Linked DNA regions of Mus musculus: region 1 is linked to region 2. The links are chromatin contacts, called in public HiChIP or PLAC-seq maps. All regions are on one chromosome and are shown on one strand. Each heading gives the region's core, a stretch centred on a gene start, on an enhancer-like site or on the middle of the called end of the contact. The rest is flanking DNA. Distances are from core to core; before and after follow the strand shown. Region 1 has its middle 40 kb from the start of Gm11426. Region 2 overlaps Tmem132e (transmembrane protein 132E).

Region 1 (3,599 bases), core at 805-3,304, 260 kb before region 2:
GGAAGGTGGGGGCCAAATGAGGGGCAAAACTCTTTCAGACCTCAGGGAGGGAGGAGTTATCTCAGAGATCTGAATTTGGCCCCTGGGGACTGGGCTTTAGCTGGGTACCAACAGGGTTGAGGTACAGACAGAGGTAAGGGGATATGCTCTAGCCTTGTAGGACACTAAGGCCAGGGTCCAGAGGCCTGGTTGGACTTCCAGAACAGTGCTGGAAGGTAGACAGAGGCCTTCTTCATGTGTACGTGTGTGTGTGTGTGTGTGTGTGTGTGTGTGTGTGTGTGTGTGTGTGTGAGAGAGAGAGAGAGAGAGAGAGAGAGAGAGAGAGCCTCATCTGCTCAAGAAGTTTTGCCTTGCCCCTTCTCAGTGGATGGTGGTCCTCCACAGGAGTCTAACCCCAAGAGGAACACAGAGGTCATATCCAAGAGAAAGGTCGCAAAGGCTTAGGGGCCCGGCATATTAGGAAATCTGACTGACTTCACTCTTATGTTAATCAACAAAGGCTGACTCCAGTCACCTGGCTCCTCTGACCAAAGATGAGCACAGAAGAGAGTGACAGTGGAACAAGTCAGGTCCCCTTGTAGGGTCTTGGTTTATTCATCTGTAAAATGGGGCGAACGTTCCACTCCTGTAGCTTTCCTTATAGAATCACAAACAGAATCTTGGTAGAAATGAAACAAAAAGCATGACTATGTCTTTGGAGTCTTCTGCTGCGCTGTGTTAAAGGGGTGTTAATGTTTTTCTTTCTTCTATGGCTTTCTGGGGCTGGTGGCCTCCCGAGGGCCCTGATTATATAGGCATGTGCCACTGTACCTGGTCAATGGAGTTCTCCTCTATGTGTCTTCCTCTGGGAGTCAGGAGACTCTGCATTAAACGTGCACCCAGTCCCCAAGTTTTTCTTTTCTTAAGAGAGTCAACTCCTGTCACTCTATGCTGGGTATTCGAGCCTGATGCCAGAGGTGATGGAGTTACAGCCAATCTTAGCTTGATTTCCCAGCTGAGGGCGGAGCCTGTAGTGTGAGGGCATGGAAGAAGCAAGACTATGTTAGCCAGCCATTGAGCCAAGTAGGTATTGAGCTAGGTAGGTGTTGGCATCCAGCCATAATACTCTCACCTCACGTGGCGCCTTGGTCCGTTGTGTGGGGGTAACTGGTGAGCTCAGAGGAGCAAGAAGATAACTGGTGCCCTCCTGCCTTCAACCCAGAAGGATGGCCATTGAGAGTTCTGCCATCCCAGAAGGGCCCAGCCCTAGGCCAAGAAAAATCAAAACAATGCTTGACAAATTCATTTCACTCTCTAACCAGGGTATCATACCTGTGTCCTTAATCAGACTTCTGCATGCCCAGTTTTCCCTGGGTCTTTGGCCTTCATTCCAGAAGGTTCCCATGCTCTGCAAAACTGAAAATGAATACATTTGTTACATTTTCCTTTCCTTTGTAGATCTGTCCTTTGCTATAGATGTATCTGCCAGGTACTTTCCTCTGTGTGAAGACGAGATAATGTGGTTTTGTCGCCTGTGTGGCCTCTATTTCTCTCCTAGAGTCCTGCTGAAACTGTGGCTGGATGTAAACACACTCACTGCTGGACACAGCTGGCTGGGCTCAGGGAGAATGTTGTTTGAAACTTTCCCCAGACCTCAGGTTATTGGATGAAAAACATTTCTTATGAGACTGGGTTTCTCTGTATAGTCCTGTCTGTCCTGGAACTCACTCTGTAGACCAGGCTGGCCTCAAACTCAGATATCCACTTGCTTCTGCCTCAAGTGCTTGTATTAAAGGAGTGCACCACCATGCCCTACTCCAAAAACATCTTAGAAAGCTAAGGGGAATGGAATACAGAGGAGGTCAAAGACTCCTGAGATCTGGATGGGGACTTGGGGAATCATTATTTAGACACTTTCAGGTTGTTACTTCATTTAGCTTCACAGTAACCATAAGAGGGCAAGCTGCGTCAGTCTCTCAGGATGGCAGAAGAGAAAACCCAGACTCTGAAAAATAAAGGCACTAAACTTCCCGGGTAGCACATCTGCCAGTGGTGGAGCTGGGGCAGGACTGGGGTTTCCTGTGCTCAGAGGACGTTTCCCACCAGATGGCTTCTTATTTCACACCCAGTTTTGTGAGCATTGAAGCTACTATGTCACCTCACCACTGGTGGCCTTGGTGGCCTCTTTTCTTTCTTTCTTTCTTTCTTTCTTTCTTTCTTTCTTTCTTTCTTTCTTTCTTTCTTTCTTTCTTTTTTTTTTTTTTTTTTGGTTTTTCAAGACCAGGTTTCCCTGTATAGCTCTGGCTGTCCTGGAACTCACTTTATAGACCAGCCTGGCCTCCAACTCAGAAATCCGCCTGCCTCTGCCTCCCAAGTGATGGGATCAAAGGCGTGTGCCACCACGCCCGGCTTGGTGACCTCTTTTTTAAGGCTGCATCTTCCCATTACTTCATACAACTAGCAATTGTAGACTGTATTGTGAATGCCATGCGGAAGGGACTTTGGGTTCTGTTATATTCCTCTGATGTATGTTGACTTGTATTATTTAAGATACGTTCTTATGTATCCCAAGCTGGACTTGAACTTGCTATGTAGCTGAGGATAACCTTGAACTCACAGTTCTCTTTCCTTGGCTTCCTAGGTGGAACCCAGGCCTCTATACTTCCCAGGCAAGTTCTCTGCCTGCTGAACTACAGCAAATTTTTAATTTGCTGAACTAAATCTTCAAGCCATTTCCCCTCTGGGAGGCAGCAGTGGAAGAGTCCGTTCAGTTTTGTAGTCTAAGCTGGTTGACTGAAGCTCCCCTGTGCAGGCATCTGAAGGACGGGGCACGGGCTGGGTGGACTTGGTATACAGAGATCAGGGTTTCCTTTCTCTTACTCTTCTCCAGCGCTCGCTTTCATTTTCTGATTCTTCCAGCCACTTAAATGGTTTTTCTATAATTTCAGCTACTTTGTGTGACATCTGCTCTAAGGAGCAAAGTCTAATAAACATGAAATGGTCTCACTACACTGTTCTTCTAAGAGTTGATTTCCTTCCCATTTTTGCTCTTCCCCTGCCCACCCCAAAGCTGATGTCTGTGGGTGGACAGCTTGTTAGGAACTGCTTACCTCTTATTAAAAAGCCTTGATCCTCTTTGAGTTGATAACTCCTTCTGTCTGTGGTTTGGGTCAGGCAGAGCCTGTGCTTCCTGCTACATCAGGACATCAGGTTCATGGGAGTCAATCTCAATACAGTGGCTCTTGGGAGTACTGGGGTGTGGTGCCTGTGACAACCTTCAGGTGGCCTTGTCTATACAGGTGCTCATTTCAATGTCACCTTTCTTGGGGCATCCATCTGGCCTCCGGTGGTCATTCCAGATGCCCTGGTCTACAGAGGTGGGTGTGGGCACTGTTCTTCTCACGGTGCCTCCATGGTGCAGTCTACTGGGAAAAGCACGGCAAGACCAGAGGATTGCAGTTGTCAATACCGGCTGAAGCAAGCATCTCTAAACCCTGCTCATGACATTTGTCAGATGATTGTCAACTGCTCAGCTCCCCCGCCTCCCCGCAGTCACTTCTGGAGCAGCGGGCATGAAGCAGGGGCTGGGGCAAAGTGGCTCCCACCCAAGATCCCCCTTC
Region 2 (4,089 bases), core at 9-2,508:
CACTCCAGCATTTGAGAGGCTGAGGAAGTTTGCAGGTTCAAGGTCAGTCTAGACTACATAAGACACTCTCTCACAAAACAAAATCAAAGACATTTCCCTTAAAAGCAGTCTGTTAATAGCTCAGTGTTGTGGCACAAGTCTGTAATCCAAGCTACTTGTAAGACTGAGGCAGGAGGGTCCTAAGTTAAAGACCTGAGTGGTCTGTTGAGCAAGTTCAAGGCAGTCTGGGCAACTTGTCGAGACCATGTCCAAAATGGAAAAGTGAAAAGAGGGCTGGGAGCCTTGCAACACACAGAAGTGCTTGCTGTGTGGGTCTGGCAAACTGAGCTCAATGGCCAGATCCCGGGATGGTGGAAGAGAACCGACTCCTGAAAGTTGTCCTCTGACACATATGCTGTGGCATGCATGTGTGAGCGCACATTCACACACAAACTTTAAAAAGATTTTTAATGTAATTTTCAAAAGAGGGTTAGGGATGTGGCTCAGTGGTTCAAACCTTGGGCTCATCCTTAGGCAAAACACAAGTATGCACACACATGCTCATACACACAAATACAAGTCACACACACATATATACACATGCACATACACACATAGGACATACTCAAAGACACAGATATACACACAGAGACATGCTCACAGAGATACATACATACACATACACACACACAGGTAGATACACACACACACATGCACAACCACATATAAAGATACAGTCACACATACATACACATGCAGGTACACACACGCAGACACAGATACACACACGCAGACACATACAGAGATACGCAAAAGACACACACATGTAGACACACACACACATACACATGTAGAGACACACATACACCCTGTAGGAGGAATGCAGTCAAGCAAACACCCCAGCGTCATTTGGTCACCCTTCAGGCACCTGCTGACCTCACTTATTTCAGATCATGGGACTTCTTGAGTGTGTATGTGTAGAGGGTACATGTTATGTGGTACTTCTGTGACAGTATCGGACTAAAAACTCTTTCACCGACATGTGGAGGGGCCTCTGAAGGTTGCCCCACCCTCCCTCTGCCCAGAGGCATGGCCACAGCTTAGAGTTATCTTAGCACAGGACTCTTTCATCCTCTGCCAGAATGGGGCACAGGCTGGGGCAGACTAGCTTCCACAGGTGTTACTTCCTACATGATCCCACCTGCAGCAGAGTGGGTTCCCAGGGCACCCGAACCTCTATTCCCAAAGGAGCCACTTGGCTGCACCCAGCCTTGACACATAGCGTGGTTTCTCAGCTGGGCCTATCAGTACATGTCATACAGTTCATGCTCTGAGGGTCTCAAATGACCATGCAACAGTTGAGAGCAAGGGACCTGTGTCTGCTCACTCAGGATGTCACGGATGATTACAGAAGGAAATACAAATACTTTGCAGGCAGTTGAGGGGCAGCCCAGCCTGCTCTTGCAACTTCCAAGCGTTCTGGTCCTTCCCAGGCTATCTGGTTCCCAGAGACACCCTGGGCAGCCGAGTTCAGGTTCTGAACAGTCAGAGAACCTGGTTTCAAATCCTAGTCCAGCCTCTTTCCTGCTGTGGGCCTCTGAGTAACCTCTCTGGACTTATGTCACCTGTACTATACAGTGCCATCCACCTTCCCATCGTCCCCTTGGACTGGCAGTAAAGAAGGGCTTCCACAGGGCCTGCTCCAGAACTAGCTGGGTAACGGAGGCTGGCATCTGCTACAAATAGGGACCTTTCGGCCCAAGTCACGGGGCTTTCTCTCCTCGGAGTGCATCCACTCTTTGATTTCTTTCTTCTCAGCCCTGCTGGATGCCAGGGGGTTCACAGAGAGGTCACAACTGGTCTCTGAGGGGACAGACCTGCAAACAACTAACAGAGCTGCTGAAGGCATAGACCCAGGCCTAAGGAGCTCCAACCTGGAGGCCCGAGCAGAGCACCCAGCAAGAAGAGCATCTAGGAATTCCACAATCCCAGCACTCTGGGGTAGATACAGGAGGATTACAGTGAGTTCTAAGTCATCCTGGGTTATACACTGAGCCCCTGTCTCAAAACACAAAACACCGACCAAAAATACAGCCAAGAATAGCAAGTGGGAGGTGCTCAGAGTGAGAACCTGGCCCTCAGGATTCTGGGTTCTTACATCAGTGGTCATTTGCATGGGGTGAGGTACCTGTGTTTGGGGAAGGTAGTAAGGAATGAGGAGGGTCAGGAGACAGGGCAATGGGGGGGTTACTAGTTGGAGCAGGGAACACCTCCTCTCCTTATGGGCAATGGGTGGCAGAAGGTGTGTGGACAGATCAGCTGACCATGGAAGAAAGAACTCTGAGCAGTCAGCAGGGAAGAGATCCTGAAGGGGACACTCTAAGGATGTGGTTGCCTAAGTCTAACTGAGTGGCATTATTCCTGAGCATGAAGACAGACAGAAGAGCCTTCCTAGGGGCTCTATGAGGAGCCCAGGCTCCAGAGTCCATTTGCTGAGCTTGGTTGGCCTGGATCCACAATGACAACAGCTACCTGACCCATGGGCAACTTCTTGCCATTTCTGGGTCTGCAATGTGCTGCTGCTGCTGTTGCTGCTGCTGCTGCTGCTGCTGCTAGTGGCATTTTAAGCTTACAAATGAATTAAATAAGAGTGTCCAGGTCAGGGCCCATGACTATCTAGGCACTTGGTGCATGGTGCTTACTGTATTATTAAGTTTAAACATTTGTTTTTAAGAAAAAAGCAAGGAAGTTTCTCAGAATACAGCCTGAGTTGTTACACCTTGAAACTGCATTTAGTACTCTCTGCAATGGATGCGATTTGCTTTGTGATGGGGACTCAGTTTGCCATTACTTTTTCCTTTCACATATGTATTTCCCAATAATAATAATAATAATAATAATAATAATAATTATTATTATTATTATTATTATTATTATTATTATTAATTCCACTATATTTTTACAATAATTCCACTATATTTTTGGGGTTTTTTTTGCCAACTTTACACCAATGGAAAATGGGCATGCCAGACGATCTACTTCTCGTTATTTATTAATAAAGCAATATAGCAAAGAAGGGTCAACCACTTTGCGATGCTTGGGTTTTTTCTGCCCAATAAGCTTTCCCATCTGCTTCACTTCAGCAGCATGCCTGAGACACCCATCCATCCTCTGGGGTCCCAAGCTTTGCCAGTGAGAGCAACCCATTTCCCTCTGCACATTTATTCTAGGTCTCCTGGAACAGAGTCCAGACACCAGATGAGCTAAGGCCAGGTGTGGCGCGAGTGCGGGAAGGGAAGGATGCAGGCTCACAGTTACGGTTTGTATTTAACATCTGAGTGAAGGGAGTCCAGCCTAGGGGAAGGGCAGGACATTCATAGTGGGTCTGCTGGATCTTGAGGTTCTCAGCACAGATGGGGTACTCAGAAGGGCACATCAGCTAGGGGACTGGCACTGCAGAGAGGAGCCTTAGGAAGGTAGGAGGTCTTAGCCCAGGAGCCCAAAACACCCCCTCCCCTGGGAAAACAGATGTCTGGAGGAGGATCTTGTCCAGATCACACCTAGGGAAGGAGAAGCTGCGAGGGTCTCTCCTTGGTCTAAGCCAATGTAACTCTAGGTCTATCTGTAATCACCTAACAGGCTCCTAGGCAGGCAACTCACCACACACTTTTCCTTCTCTGTGGCTACCTGGAACAACACAGGCGTCCACTTCGCATGGATGAGGAAGCCTCTGGGCCTGGGAACCATGCACTGGCCTCCACAGCATACATCTGGTACAGCTGGCTGGCTGGAAACCAGTTGGGTTTCCATGTCACACCAGCACTAAGAGAAGGGACTGAGCCATTCCCTCAGGTCCCTGCCCAGGGCTCTGAGGTGTCAGTGAGTCAGCAAGCCTGGTGCCTATGGCAGATGAGCACGTCACACATCTGACAGGTCTCATGGGGCTTGGCGTCTGGGAGGGCACTCGGCGGGGGTTGGAGGTACGGGTCTCCTTTATTGCTCCCAGTCTGCACCTTAGCCTTCCTTACTCTTCCTTCTGTCCACCCAGATTCATCCACTCAGATGAACACTTGAGACTTAGCATTGGAGACCGCTGGGCCAACATGAAGG

The links. HiChIP or PLAC-seq counts read pairs in DNA pulled down with a chosen protein or histone mark.
Region 1: an H3K27ac HiChIP or PLAC-seq map of large pre-B cells shows a contact between it and region 2, with 2.2 times the contacts expected there. The contact joins two enhancer-like sites. A contact is called at or near these places in 2 of 484 Hi-C or Micro-C datasets (embryonic stem cells and nephron progenitors) and 1 of 115 datasets of contacts at active chromatin or transcription factors (large pre-B cells).

What each region holds. Positions count from the first base shown.
Region 1 is chr11:82,671,461-82,675,059 of GRCm38.p6, reverse strand. No RefSeq gene overlaps it. Among named protein-coding and RNA genes, the nearest start is that of Gm11426, 40 kb to the right of the region's middle. Within about 2 kb of position 2,054, at least 5 of the 459 cell types and tissues checked have an H3K27ac peak or open chromatin away from gene starts, as enhancers often do.
Region 2 is chr11:82,407,785-82,411,873 of GRCm38.p6, reverse strand. All of the region lies in intron 1 of Tmem132e (transmembrane protein 132E), which reads right to left. Among named protein-coding and RNA genes, the nearest start is that of Tmem132e, 21 kb to the right of the region's middle. Within about 2 kb of position 1,258, at least 7 of the 459 cell types and tissues checked have an H3K27ac peak or open chromatin away from gene starts, as enhancers often do.